2 separate regions of the Cricetulus griseus genome follow, and region 1 is linked to region 2. A link is a contact called in public Hi-C data. All regions are on one chromosome and are shown on one strand. Each heading gives the region's core, a stretch centred on a gene start, on an enhancer-like site or on the middle of the called end of the contact. The rest is flanking DNA. Distances are from core to core; before and after follow the strand shown. Region 1 has its middle 8.5 kb from the start of Chmp6. Region 2 holds the start of Endov (endonuclease V).

Region 1 (2,700 bases), core at 175-2,674, 380 kb after region 2:
GCAGTAGACATCTCTCCAAAGAAGACAACAAAATGACAGACCAGCACATGGAAAATGTCACTAGACATTGCAACCAACCTGCTGGAGACCCCATCTCATACCTGCCAGCATGGCTCTAATCTGAAGATGGAAAGTAGTAACATGTGTCCACCAGGACATGAAGGCGTTGTCACCCTTGGGCACTGTAGTCAGAATTCTCGAAGGGCTGGCCCTGTGGAAAGAGGTTTTGGTGTTTCTTCAGGAAGTTGGCCTGCAATCCCAGGGCAAAATATAAGCCCCTGAGAAACAAAAGCGCCAGGCCACATAGAAACCTTGCAGGGATGTTTTCGTAGGTGGAAATGACCCAGAAGACCCCCCAGTGAATGGCGAATCAACAAAACCTATGAAAGGAATTAACCCCAGAGAAGAGGCATCACACGCTTGGGCCCTCTTACCCCCTCGTTCTCCCACACAAGGACACAGCACTCAAGGCTCTGTCTTTTTGTTTCTGCTTTTCAAGACAGGGCTTTTCTGTGTACCCCTTTCTGTCCTGCAAACTTGCTCTGTAGACTGGCTGGCCTGGAGCTCACAGAGATATAACGTCTGCCTCTTTCTCCCAAGTGCTAGGATTAAAGGTGTTTAAAGGCGTGCGGCGCCACTGTCGCAACAGCTTCAAGGCTCTGTCTTAAGAGGCAGAGCCCAGGCTGGCACTGGACACTGAATCCGCTGAATATCCAGAATCATGAGAAACATGTTTATGGTTTTTCTGACTTTTATTAATGTTATTTGCTTATTACTTGTTTAGAGTGTACATGTTCCTTGTTTAGAGTGCACGTGTGTGGGCACACATGCGGTGGTGGTCAGAGGACGACTTGTGGGAGTCTGTTTTCTCTTTCATGTGGGGCCCAGTCTAACCTCAAACTTTTAATCCTCCTGCCTCACCCTTCTGAGTGCTGGGCTTACAGGTGTGAGTGACGCTGCATCCCACTTTATCCCTGTGAGATGCAATTAGCCAGGAGTGAAGTATGGGCCCTCGGTGCCAGGCAGGATTCTCTCTTCCAACATCATCTGGTCCACCACCTAGGTGAGCGACCAAAGGCAGTGTCATCCTCATATCCTGACAGTTCCCAAAGCCCCTGTCAGGCCCTTCCTTCCTCTGCCCATCCCCCAAGCCTGTGACCCTGCCCAACTCCACACTGCCCTGCACTGTCATGTCTGAGGGTCACACTTCTGGAATCAGATATCCCTTCCCTGACCACTGGCCTCCAAACCCCATCCTCGTTATTGCTCCTCACACTGCCCCATGCCCCACAGAGCAGGGCCGCCGGTGATCGGTGCCCCGTGAGTCAGCGAGCGAGCCACTGATGGGCGGGTGGATGAAGAGTGAGGAAATGAGCAAGTGAACCAATGAGCCAGCCATTTGATGAGGGGGGAGGGGGCGGTAAACTACTTCACCAAATCTGGGCGCGCCCTGTGACAAGAACCACAGCATGGAGGTTATCGGGCTACACAGCAGCTCATCAGCTGCCTGTCCTGCAGCGCCACCGCGTGGTGTCCACAGGGGTTGCCACTGCCGGTAGCTCATCAGTAGGAGCCTGCCCCTCACCACTCGGTGTGTGTGTAATTTTCAGCTGTGCCTCACACTTCATGTTTCCCAGGGTCTGCTGACCAGAGCCATGGGTCAACATGCACCCACAAGAGTCACACACCTAGATGACATGGTAACGGAAGCACTTGTTTGAGACCAGTGCCCACTCCCGCCGAGCTTGACCTCTCTGGACACTGCAGTTGGCTCAGGTGGGGGTGGGCTCCCACGCTGTCAGTCATCCATGGCCTAACCGGAGCCATCCAGAGGGCATTCTCTGGTAGTGCCAATGGAGGCCTGAGAAGGTGAGCTGCCTCCGTCTGTCTCCTTCCTGCTCTGCAGCCCTGGAAGGAAGCTGCCCTGGGGAAGCCAAGGGAGTCAAAAGACTGGAATGAAGAATGGAAATCATTGCTGCACCTCCGGTCCCTGCACCCTGTAGAGGTTGGGGTCATCTGGACAGGAGGGACCACCAAGTGCCAGCAACACACAGGGTTCACACTTTGGCCATCCCAAATGCCACCTCCTCTTGAAACCTTCCCCAATCACCCTCCCTTTATCCCCTGCACCAAACTTGCTGTGGGTGGCTCGGCACTGTCAGCCCCACTGCTACCGCGGGGGTGTTGCAAAGCTGGGAGCCACGAGAAGGTCCAAGTTAGACTCCCTATAAGTAACTCTCTGGATATGGAAGAAAAAGTCCTCATCATTGTCTTAGCCTGGCTCCAAGGCCCAGCCAGGACCACTGGAGACATTGCACAGGCCTGCTCTCTCTCTGTCTCTCTCTCTCCCTCTCTCTCTCCTCTCCCTCTCTCTCTCTCTCCTCTCTCTCCCCCTCTCTCCTCTGTCTCCTCTCTCTCTCTCTCTCTCTCTCTCTCTCTCTCTCTCTCTCTCTCTTCTCTCTCTCTCTCTCACCACACACACACACACTGACCTGTAGCCAGTCTATAGCCCTCTGCACTCCCACTGGAGCCCGCCTGCACCCTGCCTGTAGCCAGCTTGCTTCTCGCCCCTCAGTGCACATGTGCCTCTCCCTCTTGACTGACTTCATGGCCCTGGGTCTGCAGGCTTGCATCTGTGGCATCTGTGACCTCTGTTTTCTCGTGGCTGGTGTGGAGGCTACTCTGCCCTGAGGTCTGGGG
Region 2 (2,700 bases), core at 98-2,597:
GCTAATCTTGGTTGTCAACTCCACCATATCCTGGATCCACTAAACCCTAGGCCGCGGGGCACTCCTGTGAGGGATTTCCTTGATTGGATTATGCAAGGTCCAGGGCCCACCCTAAATCTGGACCACACCTTCTGGTGACAGCCTATATAAAAGGGCACAGAAGAAGGAAGCTTTTGCTTTTTGCCTGCGCGTTCCGACTCTCGATGGTAAGTTCTGAATCTCCTTCATATGATCTCATTCTGTCACTCTTGCCTGCTCCTCTAGCGAACCCTGACTAATTCACACCCTGGTCTGTCCAGCTGTTTATGTGAACTCTGGCACAGGACAGCTTCCCTTGCTGCCCTCAGAGACCCCCTGGAAGCCCTCCCCCTTGGAGACCTCTGGAGTCCAGGCTCCATCCCTAGATGATTCTGACCTGACCCCTGGAGAGAAGGCGCCTGAGGAGCCCCAAGGGCCAGGACCCACTCTCTGGACTTCTCTCACTGACGGCCATTCCCAGATTCTTTGGGGTAGAGAGTGTCCGGGCCCCTGCCCCTCCCTAGAGAAAAATAAAAATCCCAGCAAACCCCGAGCTTGCCCCAGGATCAGGCCGGCCTGGGAAGCCTCCTCTCCTCCCGCCAGAAACCCCATACAAACCCTGCCTTCTGCTCATTTCTTTGCTCTTCTCACTGGCGCAGAGGCAGCTGCCCTCCTGGGTTTTCCACACCCCCGGCAAAAATGTCTTGTGTGAGGACTGTTGTGTGATGTGACTTTGTGGTGTTCCTTGGCTCCTGAATAGCCAGGATACCTTTCCCTTCAGAGCTGTAACACACAAACACACCCCTGGCGGAGCAAGATTCCTTTTTTTTTGTTTGTTTGTTTGCTTTAGTTTCTCGAGACAGGCTATTTCTCTGTGTAGTCCTGACTGTCCTAGAAATAGCTCTGGAGACCAGGCTGGACTCAAACTGATCCGCCTGCCTCTGCCTCCTCAGCGCCGGGATTTAAGGGCCTCACTTTCTCGAGTGTTTTTGAATGACTTCGGGCTGAGGTTTCCTCACGATCGGTACGGCTGAGGAAGAACCTCTGCAGGGAAGGTGTCCCTTCTTCCCGTAGACTCTATTTTAACTTCAGAGAGAGGGCTCTGCGCAGGCGCGATGTGGCCATGTGCGGACCTGAACCCGCAGAGCGGGAGCCGCGCGACCCAGGGCTCGGGGTGTGCGGGGCAAGCAGCTGCTCGCACATCTTTTCAGAGCCGGGCCAGGGCTGCCGGAGAGGCCGGAGGCGCGCAGAGCGCGGAGCGAAGCTCGCACGCCCGGAACCCCGACCTGACTGAGGCGCCTCGACGCCCAGCGCTGCGGTGACAGCGGCCCCTGGCGGCGGCGGCGGCGAGGACTAACGGCTCGGCTCGCGGCGCTCCGGAAGTGACGTCGCAAAGGCGCCGCGCGGCCCTTAACCATGGCCCTCGAGGCCGCGGAGCGGCCGTCAGAGGAAACCCTGTTGCTCTGGGAACGGTAACGGGGTCGGGGCCCTGCAGTAGCCGCGGGGGGTGGCCTTCTCCAGGGTCCTTCCGACCTCACGGCCCCTGGGGCCGCTGTGGCACTGGACACCGGCGCTGCACCGCAGGCCTGGCGCGGGCCGCCAAGCTGCCGGAAGTTGCTGCCTGCCCTCGCTTCCGGTGCCGCAGTTGGGCTCGCGGAGCGCCTTCCTGCTCCGTTCTGGCTTGCTGGGCAAACGGGAGCGGGTTGCGCTGGAGGGGTGGCGCCCCGAGGGCCCCGAGCCCGCTTTGATGTTTGTGTCCTGCTAGGGAACAAGCCCGGCTGAAGACGCGCGTGGTGCCCAGGGACACGGAGGCCTGGCAGCGGGACCCCGCCTTCCCGGGCCTGCGGAGGGTCGGGGGCGTGGACGTGTCCTTCGTCCCGGGGGACAGTTCCCGGGCCTGCGCGTCCCTCGTGGTGCTGAGCTACCCAGAGCTCCAGGTAACCCGGTGGGACGTTGAGCCCTGTGCTGGTCACTCGTAGGCGAGGCACCCCAGGGTGGGGCTGGCTCCCAAGACAGGGTTCAGAGCCTGGGTGCAGTTTTGTAAAGTTTTTCTTCTCCACCCCCGCGCCCTGTGTTTAATCTACCCCCCCCCGTTTTTGATGCCAAAGTAAGCCTATCCAGGATCCCGAACATGCCAAGGGATCGATACACCCCCATTTCACTTGCAGAACTTAATGTATGGGGTGGAGTGTATTTTTAAAAGGCTAAAATACTGTAACTTTGAAGAGCTCAGTGGCTAGGAGCGAATGCTGTTGTTGCAGAGGATCCAGGTTCAGTTCCACCTCCCCCATCAGGCTGCCCCCAGCTGCGTTTAACTCCAGCTCCAGAAGATCGGTGCTGACTTCTGGTCCCTGTGGGCATCAGCATGCAGGTGGTGGACATAAACCCCCACAGACCCATACATAGCTACACAAATAATAAATTACAAATATTTCTTAAAGGATCAACAGACAATTCTAAGTCTGGCTATCTTGGTTTGCTCACCTCAGGGGCCCACAGCACATAATCACAGGCTGCCCAATCAGGGAGTCTCAGCCTCCCCAGGACTCCTGCTTCCGACCTGGTCTCACACTAGCTCCGTTTTTTAAATGATTTTTAATTTTTGAGCTAAAATAAAAAAATGTTTCCCATTGTTTTTATCATTCATGTCTTTTATTGTACTGTGTTCCCATTCTCCCCCAG

Evidence for each region. Hi-C and Micro-C count contacts between places; a contact is called where the count stands out from the background.
Region 1: a contact with region 2 is called in a Hi-C map of liver, with 5 times the contacts expected there. The contact joins the enhancer-like site here to the promoter of Endov in region 2. A contact is called at or near these places in 7 of 8 Hi-C or Micro-C datasets (the CHL-YN cell line, the CHO-K1 cell line, the CHO-S cell line and 2 more).

Annotation. Positions count from the first base shown.
Region 1 is chr7:132,406,592-132,409,291 of CriGri-PICRH-1.0, forward strand. No RefSeq gene overlaps it. Among named protein-coding and RNA genes, the nearest start is that of Chmp6, 8.5 kb to the right of the region's middle. Within about 2 kb of position 1,425, at least 2 of the 6 cell types and tissues checked have open chromatin away from gene starts, as enhancers often do. A contact at or near this core is called in the CHO-K1 cell line, where this site is marked.
Region 2 is chr7:132,026,916-132,029,615 of CriGri-PICRH-1.0, forward strand. It overlaps Endov (endonuclease V), which reads left to right and starts at 1,348. Exons shown (of 8, transcript XM_027425486.2): 1 at 1,348-1,490; 2 at 1,784-1,955. The coding sequence starts at 1,435. It overlaps LOC118237975 (a long non-coding RNA gene), which reads right to left and starts at 1,341. Exons shown (of 3, transcript XR_004770700.1): 1 at 637-1,341. It overlaps LOC118237977 (a long non-coding RNA gene), which reads left to right and starts at 1,962. Exons shown (of 2, transcript XR_004770702.1): 1 at 1,962-2,389; 2 at 2,508-2,660.